2 separate regions of the Mus musculus genome follow, and region 1 is linked to region 2. The links are chromatin contacts, called in public HiChIP or PLAC-seq maps. All regions are on one chromosome and are shown on one strand. Each heading gives the region's core, a stretch centred on a gene start, on an enhancer-like site or on the middle of the called end of the contact. The rest is flanking DNA. Distances are from core to core; before and after follow the strand shown. Region 1 holds the start of Ppil1 (peptidylprolyl isomerase (cyclophilin)-like 1). Region 2 overlaps Cpne5 (copine V).

Region 1 (2,945 bases), core at 422-2,921, 50 kb before region 2:
AGTGTGTGCTTCTGACATGCTGGGCAACTAAGCTCTCACTGAGCTAGAGCCCCTGCCGCTTCTCTTCTCTGTGTATATGTGTGTCTCTCTGTGTGTGTGTGTGTATTTGTGTGTCTTATGAGAAGTTTTTTTCTTCTGCTGTATGGGTCCCAGGTTGAATTCAGGTCTTCAGGTTTGGAAGCAGGTAACTTTACCCTCTGAGCCACCTTTCCGGTCCAAGAGACTGTTTTTAAAAATAATTTTCCTTAATCATGAAAAATGTCATTCTTAGGGATGGAGAAATGGTTCAGGTGCTCTGTTCCTAACCTCCATATGCCAGCTAGAGCCTGCATGTAATTCCAGTTCTGGGGGATCTGACACACTCTTCTGGCCTCTGTGGGCTCCTGTGTGCCCATACAAACCCAGATACACACACACACACACACACACAAAATAAATAAAAAATTAAAGTCTTTTTTATTTATCTGATCTTTAATGGGAGAGCCTCCCCAGAGTGTTCACCCACAGCTCTGTTGGCCTGTAAGTAAGTACCTTGCACACTACGGTTCAGATTGCTTCTCTTTAATATGCATTGCTCAATTTTCTGAAGAGCCGTAGGTTGTTAAGAGTAAGCATTTGCTCAATTTTTGCTTTGCTGTGCAGGAAGTGGGTGGGTGGGAGGGTAGATGCATCTTAGAACTCAGGAAGTCTTGTAAATATTTTCCTACTTCTTTGTTGTTAATTATGGGATGTTCAATATAAAATATACATTTCCCTCGTGGCTCACTGAACTTGGAGAGAGCTATTTGGGCTAGACTGGATGGCTAGCCAGCTCCCTGGATTCTTCCCCATGGTCTCTGCTTTCCCGGTTGCTGAGGCCGCAAGTGCATATCTACCTGGCATTTGCATGGGTCCTAGGGACCTAAATTCAAGTACTTTACCCACTAAGCCCTGTTAGGCAAGCCGTCTACTAACTGGCCTGCATTTCCAGCTCCAAGGATACCTCTCTGAGTAGTCCTAGCTATCCTGAAACTCGCTCTGTAGAAGAGACCTTGTACAGGCCTTGAACTCTGAGATCCCCCTGCCTCTGCCGCTCCAGCGCTGGGGGCGTGCACCACTATCTCCTGGGACAGTCATTTTAAGCTTTGTCTCTCTTCCCAGCCTTTTCCTCTTTCCACATGCTCTTTGCTTTTGGAGTCTGTGGGATCAGATTTGCCATGTGGCACTTAACGGCGGAGTCTCAGTTTTCTCCGCTGAAAAACGGGACTCCTGTCATCCACAGGATTGCTTTAAGGAATAGACGCTGGGCGTGGTGGTGCACGCCTTAAATCCCAGCACTCGGCAGACAGAAGCAGGCAGATCTTTTTGAGTTCAAAGCCAGCCAGGGGCATCACCCAAGTCTGGGAACTAGGAAATTCTCCAGCCCTCCAATCAGAGTGAAGAAGGTTGTTCCCGCCTTCCGCGCCAAAACAGACCAATCACTGTTCCGGAGCGTGGCGCGAATCGCCCCTGGAGAATCTTGCACTTGTCTGAGTTCCTGCACTGAGCATTTCGACTTGCAACCCTCTTCCCAGCCTAGAAAGAAGGATCCTTCGTCATTCTTGTCCCAGCGCCCTAAATCCTGTCAAGCAAACGGGCGGATCGGCGGGAACCGGAAGTGTGTGCCCAGGGGCGGGTCCCGGGTTAACTCCGCCGGAAGTAGTGATTGCTAGCGGGGGGGATACCTTCGCTCAGCATGGCGGCGATTCCCCCAGACACCTGGCAGCCGCCCAACGTCTACCTGGAGACTAGGTGAGGGTTGGAGGTGGGGGAGGAATTGGTGGAGGGGACGCGGGTTCGTGCCGCAGTGGCCGGCCTGACTCGCAGGTTGCCCGCACGCACAGAGCTGCGGCCGGGAGTACCTGTAAGTTCTGAAGGGACCTCAGGGGAGCCCCTCCAACATCCCGGAGACCTCGACGATTTCTATCTGCTGTCCTTTCCCCACGACGTTTATTAGTTCATTTACCTATATCCACCTTCCATCTTCATTCATTCATTCACTCACTCACTCATTTTTTTTCTCAACAAGTGTGTGTTGATCACACAAGCCATGCGCGTAGGACCTGGATTTTTGAAAACACAAATCTGGATTATGGTGAAGGAGACAGATGTGTAAACATCACGGGACAAGTAGAGTTGTCTGAACAAATTTCTTTGGAAGTAGAAGAAAATTTATTTTCTCCAAAATCCAAGAGTGATCTTTGAGCTGGGGATGCCCGAGGCCCCAAGCTCGGGCTACAGCACCATATATACTCGGTGTGGTTGCACAAGCCTGTAATCCTAGCACTCTGGAGGTGGAAGCAGGAGGATCAGAAGTCCAGGGGCTGGGCTGGGCTGGATAGAATAGACTGCTTACCTAACATTCTATTATATTTATATTAATATATAAAATTAAGCCACCTCCTAGTGCCTTGCCTCCCTTGTGTGTGATTGCGCTCAGTTTACTATTGCTAGCAGCTCCTGTCCCGAAGGCTTTGTATCACACACACCCCTCCAGTTTTAGCAGAGAAATGGTGCATTTTATAGATTTACCTGCAACCTGGTTTTCATACTGATTGAAGGGAACCCTGCTTGGAGCCTGGTCTGCCCTGTCTACTGACTTGAGCCCCATTTTGTCTGCCCTTGGCTCCTGAGTGTAGACATTAGGAAGGCACGCACCACTGCTCTCGCTCCCAGTTCTACAGAGTGCTCACATTGCTGGACCTCCTGAACCTGGGCCATACAGATTCTCCCCAGAGCTCAGTGGGTAATGTACAGCAGGAGCCCCCTGCCTTGTTTTATCCTTAAAGGCACTAAGAGAAGAGAATAAAAGCACTCGTATGGGTGTATGTGGACATTTGAAGTAACCAGCCTATTTGCTTTACACATTCTCTTTAGATTTGATTTTTTTTAAAGATATATTTATTTATTTTATTTATATGAGTACA
Region 2 (3,158 bases), core at 364-2,863:
AGCTAGCTGTTCCCACACTGGGCCTGCTGGGTCAGTGAATCCTCACTGGGGTGTAAGATGGAGAGTTTGTGGTACTGAGAGAAGAGCCCTCCTAGCACCTGTCTGCCTGCATTTTCCAGGGTCTTCCACAGCCTGTAGCCAAGCCACTGTCCTGACAGGCCAGTTGCCCCGGACCTTATGTGAGGTGAGGTGAGACCCTTGGCTGATCAGGGTCTGCTCTGACGAGCTCTGATGAGGACACGTGAGCATGAGGGCTCACCTGTTCCCAGAAATACCAATTCTTCTGTATAGCGGAGCCCCCTGGGAACCACTTAATTCAGTCCCCAAAGCAGTTTCAAGGCTTGCCTCCCTTTGAGGGTCTACTGGTCAGGATGATCTGAAGTTAATGCCGCTTAATTGGTGTTCTCGGGGCTTAGTCATGGGAGCTCATGGGAGCGGCTTCCTCGAAAAGCTTCACTGGGTCTGTTGCTAGGGACAAAGCCTTTCAGAGGGTAACTGCTCTTCTTTCCGGGGCGTCTTTTGGCTTATGCTTTTGATTCTCTCCCCAGGAGGCATCCCAGTCCTGAGGTCAGGGAGCCCCCTCCCCGACATTGCTCACCCCTCTCGGAGTAGCCTGGGAAGGTTCTCTAGCTTTTCTGCATCTATTTCATGTACTGATTTCCTGGCTCAGCACAGCCAAGGTGCATTTGGACCCCTGTGCTTGTGTGGGGCTTGCTTAGGGTTCATGGTGCACATGCTACAGGAGAGACCCTCTCTCTTGTCTCAGAGCCCAGAGCTTAGACCAAGCAGTGGTTCCGAATGGACTAGCGTGGTGGACAGGTGATTCTGAGGAAGTGTCCGGGCTCCAGGTTGAGATGGTGAGGGGCCTGGCCTCCTCCCTGCTCCCCTAGGATGGAAGGATGGAATGGGATGCACACAGCAGTTAGACTGCAGGCAGGCTTTGCTGCTCATACTTCATCTCCCCAAGGCCACTCTGTCTGGAGAACTCTGCAGTTCTATGTGAAATAATACAGCGTCCAGGTTGACACCCCCCCCCAACACACACCATTATCCATCATTTATTGTATTCTTGCCTTCATTAGCCAGAGTATGCATTGAGCCTGACAGGCACCCAGTGGCCTCTTAGAATTTTAAAATCTGTGTTTCAGCACACACACACACACACACACACACACCCCTTGCTGTTATTAGTCCAACTAATGAAAAAGCTTCCTTAGCAGGCCCCTGGGCTGTTGATTTCACAGTTGCAATGTACATATGTTAATTATGCCCGAATCCCAGCAATCCTTCAAGCCCCTCCACTTTCCAGGGACCTTCGGAGCCCCCCCTCCCATCCTGTTTCCAGGGGAACCCCCGTCTCCTTCTGCAGCAGAAAGCAGTCTCCAGGGAATTCCCCCCTTGTTGAAGCGTCAAGTGCCATTTTCAAAGCAGCCACTGTCATCCTCCCTGCCGGGCAAGGGGGGGGTGTCCGTGGACTGTGGGCTGGGGGTGGGCCGTGGAAGTGGGGTTGTCTGTCAGCCCTGGTAGGGGAATGCTTCAGGCTAGAGGCATTGAAGGAGAACAGCAGGAAGTCTGATCTTTCCAGAGAATTCTCTAAGACATAAGTGTTTACCTGCAGGACTCCCGCAAAGAAGCCATTAGGGGAAATTTTCCTTTTGTCTGAAGCCGGGAGGTTTACTTAGAAGGGGCGGGGAGCTTGTAGGAAATCCTTTGCAAAGGGTTGCATGTTTGTGACGTTGTTATGGAATTTATAGGAGAGACAGGAGCTGGGTTTTATTGAGGCTAGAGTGTGGTGTTCCCCTACCCCCACCCCCACCCCGAACCCATTGCTTGCACACAGCAGGGCTGTCCTCAGTCCTTGGAAAATAATCCACCTTCTCTGATTTTCATTTGCTTAGGTGGCTCCTCCCTCCAGTCAGGTGAGGTACAAAAAATATCCTGAGTTTCTCGCTCTGTGGCTGTGGGCAGGTTACCTAACCTTGCTGACTTATTTCCGTGTTCATGAGCCGGTAACAGCCCTCAGAATTTTTAAAGAATTAAACGAGATAGCTTAATGATCCCGTTGATCAATGAACGGGAGAAGCTGGGTAAATGTTAGTTTTCTCCCCCCCCCCCCCCCCCCCCCGGCCCAGTCCTCATTCATTAGCGGCTCTCAACCTCATCTGCTTATTAGCTGTATCTAGAGACCCTCCCGGGAGGATGTACAGTTGTTTGGGCCCCATGCACATCGATTCGACTTTAACTGGCCTGTGGGATGGCTGAGCGTGGATATATATATATATATATGTTTTTGAGACAGGGTTTCTCTTTGTAGCTCTGGCTGTTCTGGAACTTGCTCTGTGGACCAGACTGTCCTCAAACTCACAAAGATCTGCCTTACTCTGCCTCCCTGGCATGATCAAAGGCATGTGCCACTGCTACCTAGAAGGGATGTGGGTTTTTTGTTTGTTCTTTTGGTTTTTTTGTTGGTTTTTGTTTTGTTTTGTTTTGTTTTGTTTTGTTTTTTCGAGACAGGGTTTCTCTGTGTAGCCTTCCCTGGCTGTCCTGGAACTCACTCTGTAGACCAGGCTGGCCTCGAATTCAGAAATCCACCTGCCTCTGCCTCCCAAGTGCTGGGATTAAAGGCATGCGCCACCACCGCCCGGGGTAAGTATATATTTTTAAGCACCTGTTAAAGCATATATATATGCTCATTTATTTTACTCATTTCATGTTTGTGTGAATATACTCACACAAACATGAAATGAGCAAACATCCATTTAATTTGTCACACCCCAATGAGACAGCAAAGACAGCACCCAGCCAGGCACACAGTGACTCGGACATAAGTGTATGGGTAGATTCAGTGTGGCGACGCTGGCCAGGTGGGAGCCAGTCACGAATTGCAGACACTGAACTCACACATATGTTTATGCAGGTTGGGTAGGAGCTGGCTGCAGTGTGCACTTGTCTACGGAGGCTCATTAGTAACCCACTCTGGGCACTGAGCGCACTTCTTGCCTGCAGTTTGCAGAGTAGCTTAGTCAAAGAAGACTCTGAAAGAGGAGCAAGCAGCACTCCTCCGTGGTCTCCGCATTAGCTCCTGCCTTTAGGTTCCTGCCCTGCTTGAGTTCCTGTCTGACTTCCTCCCTGAGTTGTTTTGGCCATGACCTTTCACC

What was found. HiChIP or PLAC-seq counts read pairs in DNA pulled down with a chosen protein or histone mark.
Region 1: a contact with region 2 is called in an H3K27ac HiChIP or PLAC-seq map of embryonic stem cells, with 8 read pairs. The contact joins the promoter of Ppil1 here to the enhancer-like site in region 2. A contact is called at or near these places in 2 of 39 promoter capture datasets (embryonic stem cells and macrophages), 1 of 15 datasets of contacts at CTCF or cohesin (the NIH/3T3 cell line), 1 of 484 Hi-C or Micro-C datasets (female germline stem cells), 5 of 115 datasets of contacts at active chromatin or transcription factors (the SCID.adh cell line, bone marrow-derived macrophages and embryonic stem cells) and 3 of 9 other capture datasets (adipose tissue, liver and pancreatic islet).

The regions. Positions count from the first base shown.
Region 1 is chr17:29,262,697-29,265,641 of GRCm38.p6, reverse strand. It overlaps Ppil1 (peptidylprolyl isomerase (cyclophilin)-like 1), which reads left to right and starts at 1,671. Exons shown (of 4, transcript NM_026845.4): 1 at 1,671-1,770. The coding sequence starts at 1,715.
Region 2 is chr17:29,212,061-29,215,218 of GRCm38.p6, reverse strand. The region is part of intron 3 of Cpne5 (copine V); the gene reads left to right. Among named protein-coding and RNA genes, the nearest start is that of Cpne5, 24 kb to the left of the region's middle. Within about 2 kb of position 1,613, at least 17 of the 459 cell types and tissues checked have an H3K27ac peak or open chromatin away from gene starts, as enhancers often do. A contact at or near this core is called in embryonic stem cells, where this site is marked.